Linked DNA regions of Danio rerio: region 1 is linked to region 2. A link is a contact called in public Hi-C data. All regions are on one chromosome and are shown on one strand. The core of a region is the stretch at or near the end of the contact, and the rest is flanking DNA. Distances in the headings are between cores, read along the strand shown. Region 1 overlaps srgap3 (SLIT-ROBO Rho GTPase activating protein 3). Region 2 has its middle 6.3 kb from the start of hemk1.

Region 1 (6,823 bases), core at 98-2,597, 130 kb after region 2:
CTTATAACATGCATTTGAGAGAGCAAATTGTGCCGGGTTTCAAAACTTGTGATAGAAGTTTTTTTGATAGCTTTACTTTAAGTTAGGTCTAAACATAGGTCTCTTAGTGAAGTGTAGAATAATATTAATATTTGTATTATTTGGTCACACTTTACAATAAGGTTCATTAGTTAATGTTTATTAATGCATTTACTAACATGAACAAACAATGAACAATACATCTACTACTGTATTTGTTTATGTTAGTTAATGTTAGTTAATGAAAATAGAGTTGTTCATTGTTAGTTCATGTTAACTCATGGTCCATTAACTAATGTAAACAAGCATGGACTTGGATGTTAATAATGCATTAGTAAATGTTCAATTATGATTAATAAATGCTGTACATGTGTTGTTCATGATTAGTTCATGTTAGTAAACGCATTAACTAATGAACCTTATTGTAAAGTGTTACCTATTATTTTTTAATGCCATTATAGGTGTATTGTTGATATATACGGAGATTGGTGACCCCTGCTCTAATTGGTCAGTAGGTCCAGTGTGTTCTGATTGGTTAACCACCTAGTGCACATTGAAGGAAACATCACACAGGAGGCAGGATTAATGTACATTTTTAGGCTTCATGATGTCACAAAAACAGCCATTTGTTGTGGGTCTTAAAAAGTGAATTGAATTGAATTTTGAATTGAAAAGATCTCCCTTTGCATTGAACTTTGAGCACCATATCTTTTTGCTTATGCTCAAACGGCAACATTACACACTAAAGTGAAATAAAAAATTCAATCATACTCAAGGACCCCTTTAAAGGCAGTGCAGGCGCTAAGCTTTGAATGGACGTGACGGATGGGTTTATAGAAATGAATGTAGGCTCGGCTTTATCTAAGAATGGACAATGAGGTCAGTGAGACTGTAGACAGCCTGGAGACTGAATGGCTGACTACTCATACAAACCAGATTCAACATTTCAGGTCAGCGACTCCAGCTCTAAATCATCCAGTTCATGCTAATTCATAGTGCTAGTGCTGTCAACTCAAAACAAATGCAAACTTCGTGCGACTCCATACAGAAAATATATCTAAAACATATATACATAAATATACATGAGTGCGATTTGTGATTTGTCATGCGAATGAATTGTATTTGGTTTGCTAGCCTGCACATTTGCTCTCTGTGTTTCTGTGTTTCTCTCTCTCTCTCTCTCTCTCTCTCTCTCTCTCTCTCTCTCTCTCTCTCTCTCTCTCTCTCTCTCTCTCTCTCTCTCTCTTTCTCTCGCTCTTTGCAGTGTGTAGAGATATTGGCATGAAAGCCACTGAGCTTCACACTATTTATAACCGGTGTAGCCATGGATGCTGTGTGTGTTTCCCTGCAGTCTGACCTGATTCTGCAGACTAGCAGACTCCAGCACAGTCATCTCAGCTCACCTGATCAAGCCTCAGTGGGCTTTGCTCAACTATCACTTACTATTGTGGAGGCTGAGCATGTGGAAAAAAAGTTTCACTGTTAAAATTTCAGGTGTAAAAAAAGAGGTTTGCAGTAATATATTGTCTACGTGTGTATCATTTGAATAAAAAGAAAAAAAAAGTGAATTTTACAAAATGTTTACTAAAGATGAGCATGCAATTTAGAGAAATGATTACAGTAAAATACAATTGTTTTTATTTTAGAGCTATAAATGTGAATATCACAATGCAAATAATAAAAACAACAAAATAAGTTGATTTTTTTAATCTAAAAAATATTTTTTAATTCATAAAAATTCATTTATTAATTTTCTTTTCGGCTTAGTTCCTTTAATAATCAGGGGTCACCACAGCGGAATGAACCGCCAACTTATCCAGCTTATGTTTTTTACGCAGCAAATGCCCTTCTTTCCGCAACCCAACACTGGGAAGCACCCACACACTCTTGCATACACTCATACACTACGGTCAATTTAGCTTATTCAATTCACCTATACTGCATGTCTTGCATGGGGAAACCAGAGCACCCAGAGATGCCAACTGACCAGCAGGGGCTCAAACCAGTGACCTTCTTGCTGTGAGGCAATTGTGCTACCCACTGCGTCACTGTGATGCCCGACAAAAGCAGTTGATTTTATGAAATTTATTCAGACGCTATAATTATTACAGATCATTTTTGTAACTTACAAGAGTAACACTTAACTATAAGGTGGTATTAGTTAACCCTCCTGTTGTGTTCACATCCCGCCGCTTACTTTAGTGTTCCCGGTCAAAATTGACCGGTCGGTTTTAACTGCTCTTATATTAGCACAAAAATAATTTTTCTCCACCAAATTTGTATTGAACATTCTTTAGCTCTGAACAATGTCTCAAAGTAGTGTTTAACATGAATTTACAGAATTAGACATAAAACAACTGCAATGAAAATAAAAATATTTGCTGAAAATATATTACAAAAAAAAAATAAAATTTGACCAAAGAAATAGAAATTTTAATCCATCTGAATGATTTATCTACCAGCCAAGCACAAACAAAATGCTATCCTTTCCTGTGTTCTAAGTGATCGAATTATCAGTCCTTTAGGTGTAATAAAATAGGAAATGTGACTTAGGGTATATATATGGTGAGCATGGACACAGAACTAGCACTAGTTAGTTATACTTTGGTCATTTTTGAGCAAGATAATAACAGTCTAATATAATAAAATAGTTGTTGCTAAGCTAAAAGTGCTCCTGCTAGACTCAGAGATTGGCTGAGCGAAGAAAGAAAGAAAGAAAGAAAGAAAGGGAATAAGACTCCTTCTCTGTGCTTTTTTCTAGAGAGATAGAAATAAATAAATAAACAAAAAGCATACAATAGAAAAAAGAAAGACAAACATAGATGGATTCACATAACAGACACCTGTCTAGTCTGTGTGAAGATATGATACACTGTTTTATCAGGAAGCTGATTCACGTTGGAGGATTCAACACTTTTATGGCAATTCATAACTCATTGGTTTAGTAGCTAATCCATATGAATTTGTACCATCTCATTCATCCAGTTTTGTACAGTTTGCTTATCCCCAATGACGATTGGGTTTAGGGGTGGGGTTGGGTGCCACGCCTCACTAAAAAGTGTACAGATTTTTTAACAATCGTGCAATTAGCTACTAAATTGACAAAACGTAAAATAGTTATGTTTCCTTGTGATCAGGTTGGAGGATCAGCACATAAGTGCATAAAAGAGATGTCTACCTGCAAAAGACATTGCTCAGTGTGGGTGAGTGAGTGAGTTGGGGTAGTGTGTGTGGGGATGTTTTCTGTCAGATGAATGAATATAGCCTGTATACCCATTCATTTCCTATGGCATTCACGTTTGACCGGGAACACCACAGGTGTAACAAGCTTGATTAAAAAACTCAAAATTCAATGAAAGAGGTGATCATCACTTTTATATGTTCAAATGCATGGTGTGGAGGATGTCATAAGTTCTTAATGCAATCAGATGTAAAACACAATATTTATGAGTAATTTAAGTTGTTAATGACCTGAACACAACAGGAAGGTTAAAGGGCACCTGTTTTACCCCTTTTTCAAGATTGAAGATAAGCCTTTTTTGTCTCCATATTTTGTCTGTAAAGTTTCAGCTCAAAACATCCACCAGACTATTTATTTTCCCTTTCAGAAGTTTGTAATTCTCAGCTTTGAGCATCTTGTAGCTGTTTTTGTGGCCTGTGCCTTTAATTCTAGTTCTCCTTGCCCACCGTTCAGAGTGTGCCTCAATCTCCGCTTCAGCTGCGTAAGATAAACAGCACAGTGACAGACATGAAGGAAGCAGATCTCGCGTAATGTTTGTGAGAAATACTACAGTAAGAACTTTCCCAATGATTATTTGATATATGTTTGAGGTGGAGTTAATTCAAGCCTTTCAATGAGTCACACCCAATATGCATACAAAGTTCATGCATGCACACACACACACACACACACACACACACACACACACACACACACACACACACACACGCGCACACACACACACACACACACACACACATTTAATTTTGCACTGTTTTTGCATGCAAATGTGACAGGACGCACATTAATATCCACTGCTGGTTGGATATCCATTATGTTAATGTACAAAATAAACCTGATTTAACGTCAAAAAACTGGGATCAAAGCTTCTTCTTTCATAATTGTACTGACCTGCAGCTGTGGTGATAAAGTAAAGACAGTAAAATTGCTGAAACGTTTCAAACTTGTAAAACTCATTGTTGATCACATTTGATTATGATTAATGATCACAGAGAGCTGAAAAGATCTTTTAATCTCAGTTGCTTTGCAATAATTTTGCATGTTACTAAAGAGAAATGTTAATATGCAGCTGTCAGTCAATTCGATGGGCGGGGAAACAGCACTCTTACATCATGTTGCGGTAGGATTAGGATCCTATTTTTAACATCAGGGAGTTTTAAAAAGAGACTTATTGTGTTTATATCACCCCAATTTGACAGTGAACACATTATTTCTTACTAAAGATGTATTTTTTATCATAGGTCCCCCTTGATGTTAATTATAACGAACACCAACAAACGATAAACAATACATTTATTACAGTATTTATTCAGTTTTGTTAATGTAAGTCCATGTTAACTTACATTGCATAAACAATGCTTAACAAACATGATTTTTGATTTTAATAATGCATTAGTTAATGTTGATCTTTGATTATTAGTAAATGCTGTACAAGTATTGTTCATTATTAGTTCATGTAAGTAAATACGTTAACTATTATCAACTAATGACAAAATATTATAAAGTTAGACCAAGATTACTATAATACAAACCCGGCTAATCATTGTTATTCAGTGCTGATATGATTAAAACTCATTGGTGAGACATTTTGATCTGTGTTGCCTTGACAATAAGAATTCACAGCTCTTTAATGTCTGCATAAAATCATAAAATGTTCTCTTCTTATTTTGAAATGTGTATTTTCAGAGTTCACACTTAGATACTGCTTGACACTATTAGAAGGTTTGGCATGCTGTTCTAGGAAAGAACCCTGAGCTCGGAGATAATTGAGCCCAGGGCTCCCACCTGGTTAATTAGCATATAAGGGGGTTCGAGATCGGGTAGGTCTCGAGAGCTCCCCCTGGTAAAGGAGTAAAAAGAGGAGATTGGTTTGGGTTGGGGAATGGGGGGGGGTCGGTAGGCTTGGATCAGTCTGATTTGATTATTGCTAATTACGGATAAGAGACCAGCTGCGATCAATCATATCACATGCTTCTCTCGAAATTAGTTTGTAAAGTTTCACATAGTAGTGCTTTCTATAAACGATGTGCACTTCATTTTGTGAAATAATAATAATATTTATTCGCTCTTATAATATTTAATCAAATACCATAACCTTCCCCCCTTCCTCGAAGCGACTTTTCTTCACTACTGATCACATGGAATCAGGGTGTGTCTCATTCTGCCTTTATCTATTCATTAATCTTCATTCATTTTGTGAGCAATGCCACTTCCAATCAGTTCCCAAAGGACGAAATCATCCACCACCCTACATTTCATTCTCATTTCAGGACCATTTCAAGTGGTTGAACTTCACGATAGAGGAAAAACTAAAAATCTTTACTTTTGTTTTTATGGCATCTTTAAATAACGCTCTGCTCATATATTCCTTTCTTTTATAATGTACTTAATGCATAAAAGTGATGGTTTAATCAACTCATTTGATCAGCGTTTTTTCCCCTACATGTTCTAATCACTGGTGTTTGTTCTTCATTTAAGGATTTTGTTTTGTCAATACAATCATGTCGCAGTCAGCTGTTATTAATGGGACTTGAGCATCTGTCTGCTTTGAGTGCTCAAGCTTTTTGATGAAAAATTCAGCAGGATCCAGCTGGAGCTCACAAACAGATGAGACTCGCTCTGTAGGTCTTGTTTTAGTGCATCCAAAAATCTCATGTGGCCCAGATGATTATTCATTCCCTCAGAATATCACAAAAACAGTAGTAAAGGAGACAACATGAAATTACTTAATCATTTGTTTTAATTTTTCATTTAATTTGCTAAAGTTTTCTTAAAATAGAAATTTTAATATCAATCAATTAATAATGGAAACTATTTGTTTTGAATTATTAAAATAACACAGTAACAAAGATAACACAAATTTATGTATATATAAAAAGAAGAACAAACAAAAGCCTTTACTGTGAGATGGCTATATTCAAGGAAAAGTTTTTAGTTTTTTTTTTTTTTTTTTTAATTTAGCTCAAAATACCAGCATTTTATCTTTGTCATCATTATTAAAATTAAAAACAGAATTAATTTTTTTTTTTCCCATACAATTAAAACTGCGGTTCGTTCCGCTGTGGCGACTTCTGATTAATAAAGGGACTAAGCAGAAAATGAATAAACTAATAAATTAAAGCTGTTTTTTTTAATTAGAGAATCATTCAAAATGTAAGCTTTTATTTAATTATTTCTTTGGAAAATAAATTAAATTCAGAGATTGAAACAAATACTTGTAAGTCTTCCTTTAAATATAAATAAGTCATATATATATATATATATATATATATATATATATATATATATATATATATATATATATATATATAAACAAAATCAAAATCTCAAATTGTGCATGTTGAGTTGAAAACATAGCTGACCAGAAGTCACAGTCATAATATTTGTAGAGTCACTGCAGTTTTTTACCATAATGGAGTGAAAGTCTATCATTGTTTTTCATCCTTTCATCTTTAATCCCAAATAGATCAAAATGAATACATTTTCCAAACAGCGCTATTCAAATCATCTTGTAATATTGTATGTATATGTATATAGCGGGGAAAACTAAATATTACCATGTCA
Region 2 (6,384 bases), core at 1,990-4,489:
GGCCTGTGTTTACCCTGAAAACACTGTCTGTCTGAATGAACACTCTCATTATGTGAACAAGAAAGACGATATCTTAAAAATGAGCACAGAATATGGAAGCGAAGGAAACGAAAGTGAGGTTAAAGTACAATACTGAAGGATACAAAATGTGTTAGTATTAAAAGAAAAGGAGAAATGAATAGAAGTATATTTAAAACGTTTCTACATGTCTTAAGTTTTTAGAAATGTTTTTGTCCTTCAAGCAGATCTGCGATAATAGCTCGCAGTGTGTGTGTAATTAAGGGAAACTGGTCATGCCTGCCAAGGAAAGTGAGTGGTTTGATGGCCTGCGATACGCCACAGTTCAACTCAGACACTTTAAAGAAAATAAATGCAACTGTTTGTCAGACCCATTGGTCATCATGACGTTAACCATATCTGTAAACATTGTTGATTAACTGCAATAAATATTTATACTACGTTATTTTTCCTAAAATAAGTCTTTTAAAGAAGTGCTATTTACGTTTTTGGTGCCAGACCCTCCCAAATGTTATGTACACTTGAAGCCAAAATGATTAGCTCTTCTGTGAAATTCATATTCTTTTTCAAAAAATTTTGAAGTGATGTTTTAGAGAGCAAGGACATTTTCACACTATTTCATTTTTCTTGTGGAGAAAGTCTTCTTTCTTTTATTTTAGCTAGAATAAAAACAGTTTTTAATTGTTGAGATAAATTGTAATATTATTAAATACATTTTTACCCCCCTTAAGTTAATGAACTTTTTAATTTTATAACCCTCCAGTGAATGCTGTTACTAGTAATCACTATTATATACACATTTATGCAGTTGATGTTGAAATTATTAGCCCTTCTGTATATTTTTTATTATATTTTACAATTTTAAAACTTGAAAGTTTATTTTTTTGATAATAATATTATTATATTTTAAAAAATATATATGTTTAGCCCCCTTGAGATAGTTTTTTGATTGATTATAGAACAAACTAGTAATCCAATAACTTGCCTAATTAACCCTACTTAAATAGTTAGCCTAAACAAGTTAACCTATTTAAGAATTTAATTGCATTTTAAGCTGAATATACACTCACTTTATTATGCTCGTTAATGCGAATTTCTAATCAGCCAATTACATGGTAGCAACTCAGTGAATGTAGGCATGTAGACATGGTCAAGACGATCTGCTGCAGTTCAAACCAAGCATCAGAATGGGTAGGAAAGGTGGTTTAAGTGACTTTGAACGTGGCATGGTTGTTGGTGCCAGATGTGCTGGTCTGAGTATTTCAGAAACTACTGATATACTGTGATTTTCACGCACAACCATCTCTAGAGATTACAGAGAATGGTCCAAAAAAGAGAAAATATCCAGTGAGCAGCAGTTCTGTGGGTGTAAATGTCTTGTTGATGCCAGAGGTCAGAGGAGAATGGCCAGACTGGTTTGAGCTGATTGAAAGGCAACAGTAACTCAAATAAGCACTCATTACAATCAAGTTATGCAGAAGAGCACCTTTGGACACCACGTCCAACCTTGAGGCAGATGGGCTACAGCAGCAGTAGACCACACCGGGTGCCACTCCTAACAACTGAGAACAGGAAACTGAGTCTACAATTCGCACAGACTCACCAAAATTAGACAATAGATGATTGGAAAAACATTGCCTGATCTAATAAGTTTGATTTCTGCTGCAACATTCGGATGGTAGAGTCAGAATTTGGCATCAACAACTTGAAAGCAAGGATCCATCCTGCCATATATACAACAGTTCAAGCTGGTGTTGGTGGTGTAATGATGTGTGGGGGATATTTCGGCACACTTTGGGCCAAATTGAGTACCAATTAAGCATGGTGTCAATGCCACAGCCCACCTGAGTATTGTTGCTGACCATGTCTATCCCTTTATGACCACAGTGTCCCCATCTTCTGATAGTTACTTCCCGCAGGATAGCATGCCACATCATAAAGCATGAATCATTTCAGACTGGCTTCTTAAGCATGACAATGAGTTCACTGTACTCAAATGGCCTTCATAGTTACCAGATATCCATATAGTTGCAGGTGAGTGTATACTAGTATCTTGCAAAATAAAATATTAAGTTAGTCAAAGAGTAAAATATTATGTGATGTTATAATGGCAAAATTGGAAATTAGTTACTAGAACATTTATGTTTTAATAATTTAAAATAAATTATTAAACATTTACAGGAGGGCTAATCATTTCGACATCAACTGTATGTATGTTATTATAGTGGATACTGGTAACAGCATTCAGTTGAGGGTGCAGTAAATGAAATCTACTTTCAAAAATCTACTTCAGAAAAGCATCACCATCCACCTCCAGCACTTTTCTCATTTAATCTATCAACCTCTAAACATCTCTCTCTCTCTCTCTTTCACTTTTTCTTCTGTCAGTCACATGATCAACACTGTTCAGATAGGATGCACAATGCAGATAAGGCCTTGCAAGCAGAAAGTCTTCCACATGCTGTTAACATGATTTTGCAAGCTCTTTAATTTCTTTAGCTCAGTTCTTAATTTCTTTTTAACATTAAAATGGTCTAACCCATTTACTCTTATTTGTCTGTAATTCAAGATAGAGAAGAGCTACATTTCAAAAATAAAGACGTTTCCAAATTTCTCTTCTTAATAAAAAGTGAAAAGGCCAAAAAGGACAAAACCTGTTAGTACTTTTATATTATATTTTACATTTTAGATCAAATCAATGCCAAATAATTAAACATATTTCATGCATAATATTTTTCTTCTATTGCTAAAATGACAGAAATAATCTCGATTTATCGCACAATGACACGGAATATGCATCTGAGTGCCAGATGTGAATGATAAAAGAATGGGAAGTATATGGAGGAAATATTTAGGATTTCTAGCCTGCTTTTTTCCCTTCATACTTCAGCTTCATAGTTGTGTGATTATATACAGCGCTGACTTACTGTATATGTACAGTAGTAGGATTTTGTATGTGTTCCAGCTATTATAGCCTTAGATCCTAATCCTCTGGTTTCAGCAAAAATAAACATGTAGTATCTCATATTGGTCATGTAATCAAAAGAAAGCATGCTGTACATGCATATGTTTTTTTTCAGCTTCTCGGCGCGTCCAGATTTCATTCATCTCCAGTCGTCTGAGCTGGCAGTGGTCCAGACAGAGTCCTCTATGGCACATATATTCTCAGCAGTGACTCATTCGGGTGTTTCGAGCCTCCCGGAGGAAGCTCCTTTTCTCTTTCCGTAATTCTTCGAGCTGAAATACTGAGAAGAACCTCACAATGCTGCTTTGTCCCACAAAAACACTGAAGTCATAGTTTCCCATGCTGCTGCCCCCTGAGATGCTTAGAAGTGATGAAGCGAGAGGAGGGGGCAGAGCTGGGTAAATTACTTGGTAATTTCATTTTTTTTTTTTTTTGTGATGAACCAAAGGGTATAATGCGTTCTTGAGCGTCTGTAGGGATGTTCATTACTGCAGTTTATTCCTGTATCGTTCCCCATGCAGCTCTCTTCACTTTAATAGAGTAAAGTCTGAATTTATCTGTCTGTCTGTTGTTGTTTAATCTATCATTTGTTATGTTTCATTTACCATTTGTTCTTTATTTCTGTTTGTCAATCTATTTTTCTGTTTGTTTGTTTTATCATTTGTCCTGTCTGCTTTATCTGTTCTTTCTATTTGTTTGTCTATTTGTGTCTATCTGTCAGTGTATCAAACTGTGTCATTTGCTCTGTCTGTCCTTTATTGCCTTTTCAGGCTGTTTTTTTTCTGCCAGTCAATCTATCTGTGTTTTTATTTGTTCTGTCTAACTCTGGTTGTCTGTCTGTCTCTCTGTCTGTCTTTTTGTATGTCTTTTTTCTGCCAGTCTGTCTCTCTGTCTGTTTTTTATCTATTATTTTTCTATCTGTCTGTCTGTCTGTCTGTCTGCCTGTCTGCCTGCCCATCCATCCATCCATCCATCCATCCATCCATCCATCCATCCATCCATCCATCCATCCATCCATCCATCCATCCATCCATCCATCTATCTATCTGTTATTTGTTCTGTCTATCTTTGGGTAACTGTCTGTCCATAATTCTTTCAGCAGACTGTTTAAAATATCATCTGTCTGTTTATCTATCTATCCTTCTATCTTTCTATCTATCTATGAGCATTTCCAGCGTTATGGATGTGACATTTGCAATAAAAATTCAAAACACAAATTGACAGAAAAAGTATATGTTAACATTATATTGAAAAATCTGTTTATATTTTCCAAAACAATTAACCATAGAGTTATGGGATCAGAAAAATCTCTACAGCATACTTTGTAGACATTCTGTGAATTACAGTTTTTCTCATTTGCTTTGGTGCATTTCTCACAACGCTATTTTTGCACAACAGTTAATGCATTTCTCAAAACAATTAGTACAAACTGCAAAACCTGGGTGATAACCTGCAAAAGCGCATTACATGCTCAAAATGGATAGTTCATTCCTCAAAAGCAAGTATTGATGTCAATGAAAGTGTCCGTGTCATCAAGATGAAAAGTCCTGACACCATCGTTTATGAACAAGATAATCAAATGGCTTTGTCATGTTTTCATTATGACAACTTACTCTGTTAATATTTTCCAATGCAAAAAACTGTAGCAAAAAACTACCGTAAAGTTAGACATTACTGCATTTAGTGAGGTATCTGAGTGCAAGACACTGAATATGTATGTTACACATTTTTACTGCATTTGCTTTTCGTAATTCTGATTTATTTACAGCATTGTGCAAAATAATAAATACAGCCTTATTTACAATAAACCTAAACATCCTTTGGGTAGAGCTGTGCACAACTGTAAACAATAGTGCAGTACATATTGGAACTGAACCTTCAACACACATACTGTTGGTCTGTAAAATATTCATCAAACTGTTCAATTTAGAAGACATGTTCAGGAAACAAAATATTTTTAAAGTTTTATAAAATTAGCTTGACAGATTTTGATAACTAGTTCAACACTTTTTATATGTATTGACTCAAGTAATGAAATTAGGACATTTAGTTTTATATGGAATGACTATTCAGCATTCACAAGATTAGTTAATTTTGAATTACATGACCTAAGCAGCTGATAATGTTATCACAGGAGAGAGTTGTATGAAAGCAATTGATGCATGTCCAAAAGCATTTGCAATTTGTTGGAAGGAATGAGAAACCGCTACTATGATGTGCACATATGACTAATTGTTTTAAGAAATGCATTAACTGCTGTGCAAATGTAAATAGTGTTGTGAGAAATGCACCAAAGCCACTGAGAAAAACTTAAGGACTATAAACTATACAATTTTCAAAGATTTTATAATTAGTTTGCATTGGTTTGCTGCGATTCACTTTCGGGAGCTGGATTAAACACTCAATTCGACCTGCTTTGATTATAATAGTTATTATTTACTTTACTTGATGCTTCAGAAATCAGAAATGTGACCAAACATACGGTGGAATTGCTTATGAATCAAAGATCAAACTGAAGGTTGCACACTGATATCATCAAGATTCAAGATTCACATCCGTAATGTAAACCCATCTGTTTGCATATCCTATTATACATTCCTGAGATAAGCTTGCAAAAGTGTGTTCTGAAAAGGTCAGGTGTCTTGTATATTAAACATTCTGGAGATGCTCAGGCACAAAAACGCTTAACTTTTTCTTCTGCATGTGTTGAAATGGATCAGTGACAATATGTAATGTTATGGCAGTGATAGACACAACCCACAGCTACAAGTAAACCACAAAGACTGCAGTGCAGACACTTTTGTTCTGAAATGAAAACACACACACACACAATGAAACTGGTCACTTTACAAGCCCTATTTATTTCTCAGTATGAGTTTTTAGTGAGAATGCCATTTGAATGTGTTGGAATGCTCTGATGTCCATGTCACTATTGATTTTGCCAGTGAATTCTGAGCTCAACATCATGTGTTAATTTGCAGTGTCACTCAGACCACGACCCATTTAACTAAGAGCTTCTTCTGCACTGCAAGATCACACATAAAATGGCATGATGACAGAGCTATGATTCAGATCTCTGAGACCGCAGGTTTAAACACCCTGCTGACAGGAACTGTCAGGCCACCGTTTCACTTCTCAGAACAGCACCTCAAATCTTTGAACATCCTTGACACCCGAATGAGCAGAGCTTTCTTGCTGTTTTTGGACATTTATCCTAAATTCGTCTTGAGCATTTAAGGTTATAGATGCAAAACAAATTTGACGTTAGATTAATACTTCTAAATACATCTAAAAACAAACTGTCATATTCAAATTAAAGTAAATACTAAACAGAAAAATGTGTGAATTGAACATATGTTTGTTATTTCCCTTCAAACAGGATTGCATCAGAAATTCATGCT

Evidence for each region. Hi-C and Micro-C count contacts between places; a contact is called where the count stands out from the background.
Region 1: a contact with region 2 is called in a Hi-C map of an unstated tissue, with 3 times the contacts expected there. The contact joins two enhancer-like sites. A contact is called at or near these places in 1 of 18 Hi-C or Micro-C datasets (an unstated tissue) and 1 of 4 datasets of contacts at active chromatin or transcription factors (caudal fin).

Annotation. Positions count from the first base shown.
Region 1 is chr6:44,219,339-44,226,161 of GRCz12tu, forward strand. The region is part of intron 5 of srgap3 (SLIT-ROBO Rho GTPase activating protein 3); the gene reads left to right. Among named protein-coding and RNA genes, the nearest start is that of srgap3, 120 kb to the left of the region's middle. Within about 2 kb of position 1,348, at least 10 of the 62 cell types and tissues checked have an H3K27ac peak or open chromatin away from gene starts, as enhancers often do.
Region 2 is chr6:44,088,037-44,094,420 of GRCz12tu, forward strand. No RefSeq gene overlaps it. Among named protein-coding and RNA genes, the nearest start is that of hemk1, 6.3 kb to the left of the region's middle. Within about 2 kb of position 3,240, at least 11 of the 62 cell types and tissues checked have an H3K27ac peak or open chromatin away from gene starts, as enhancers often do.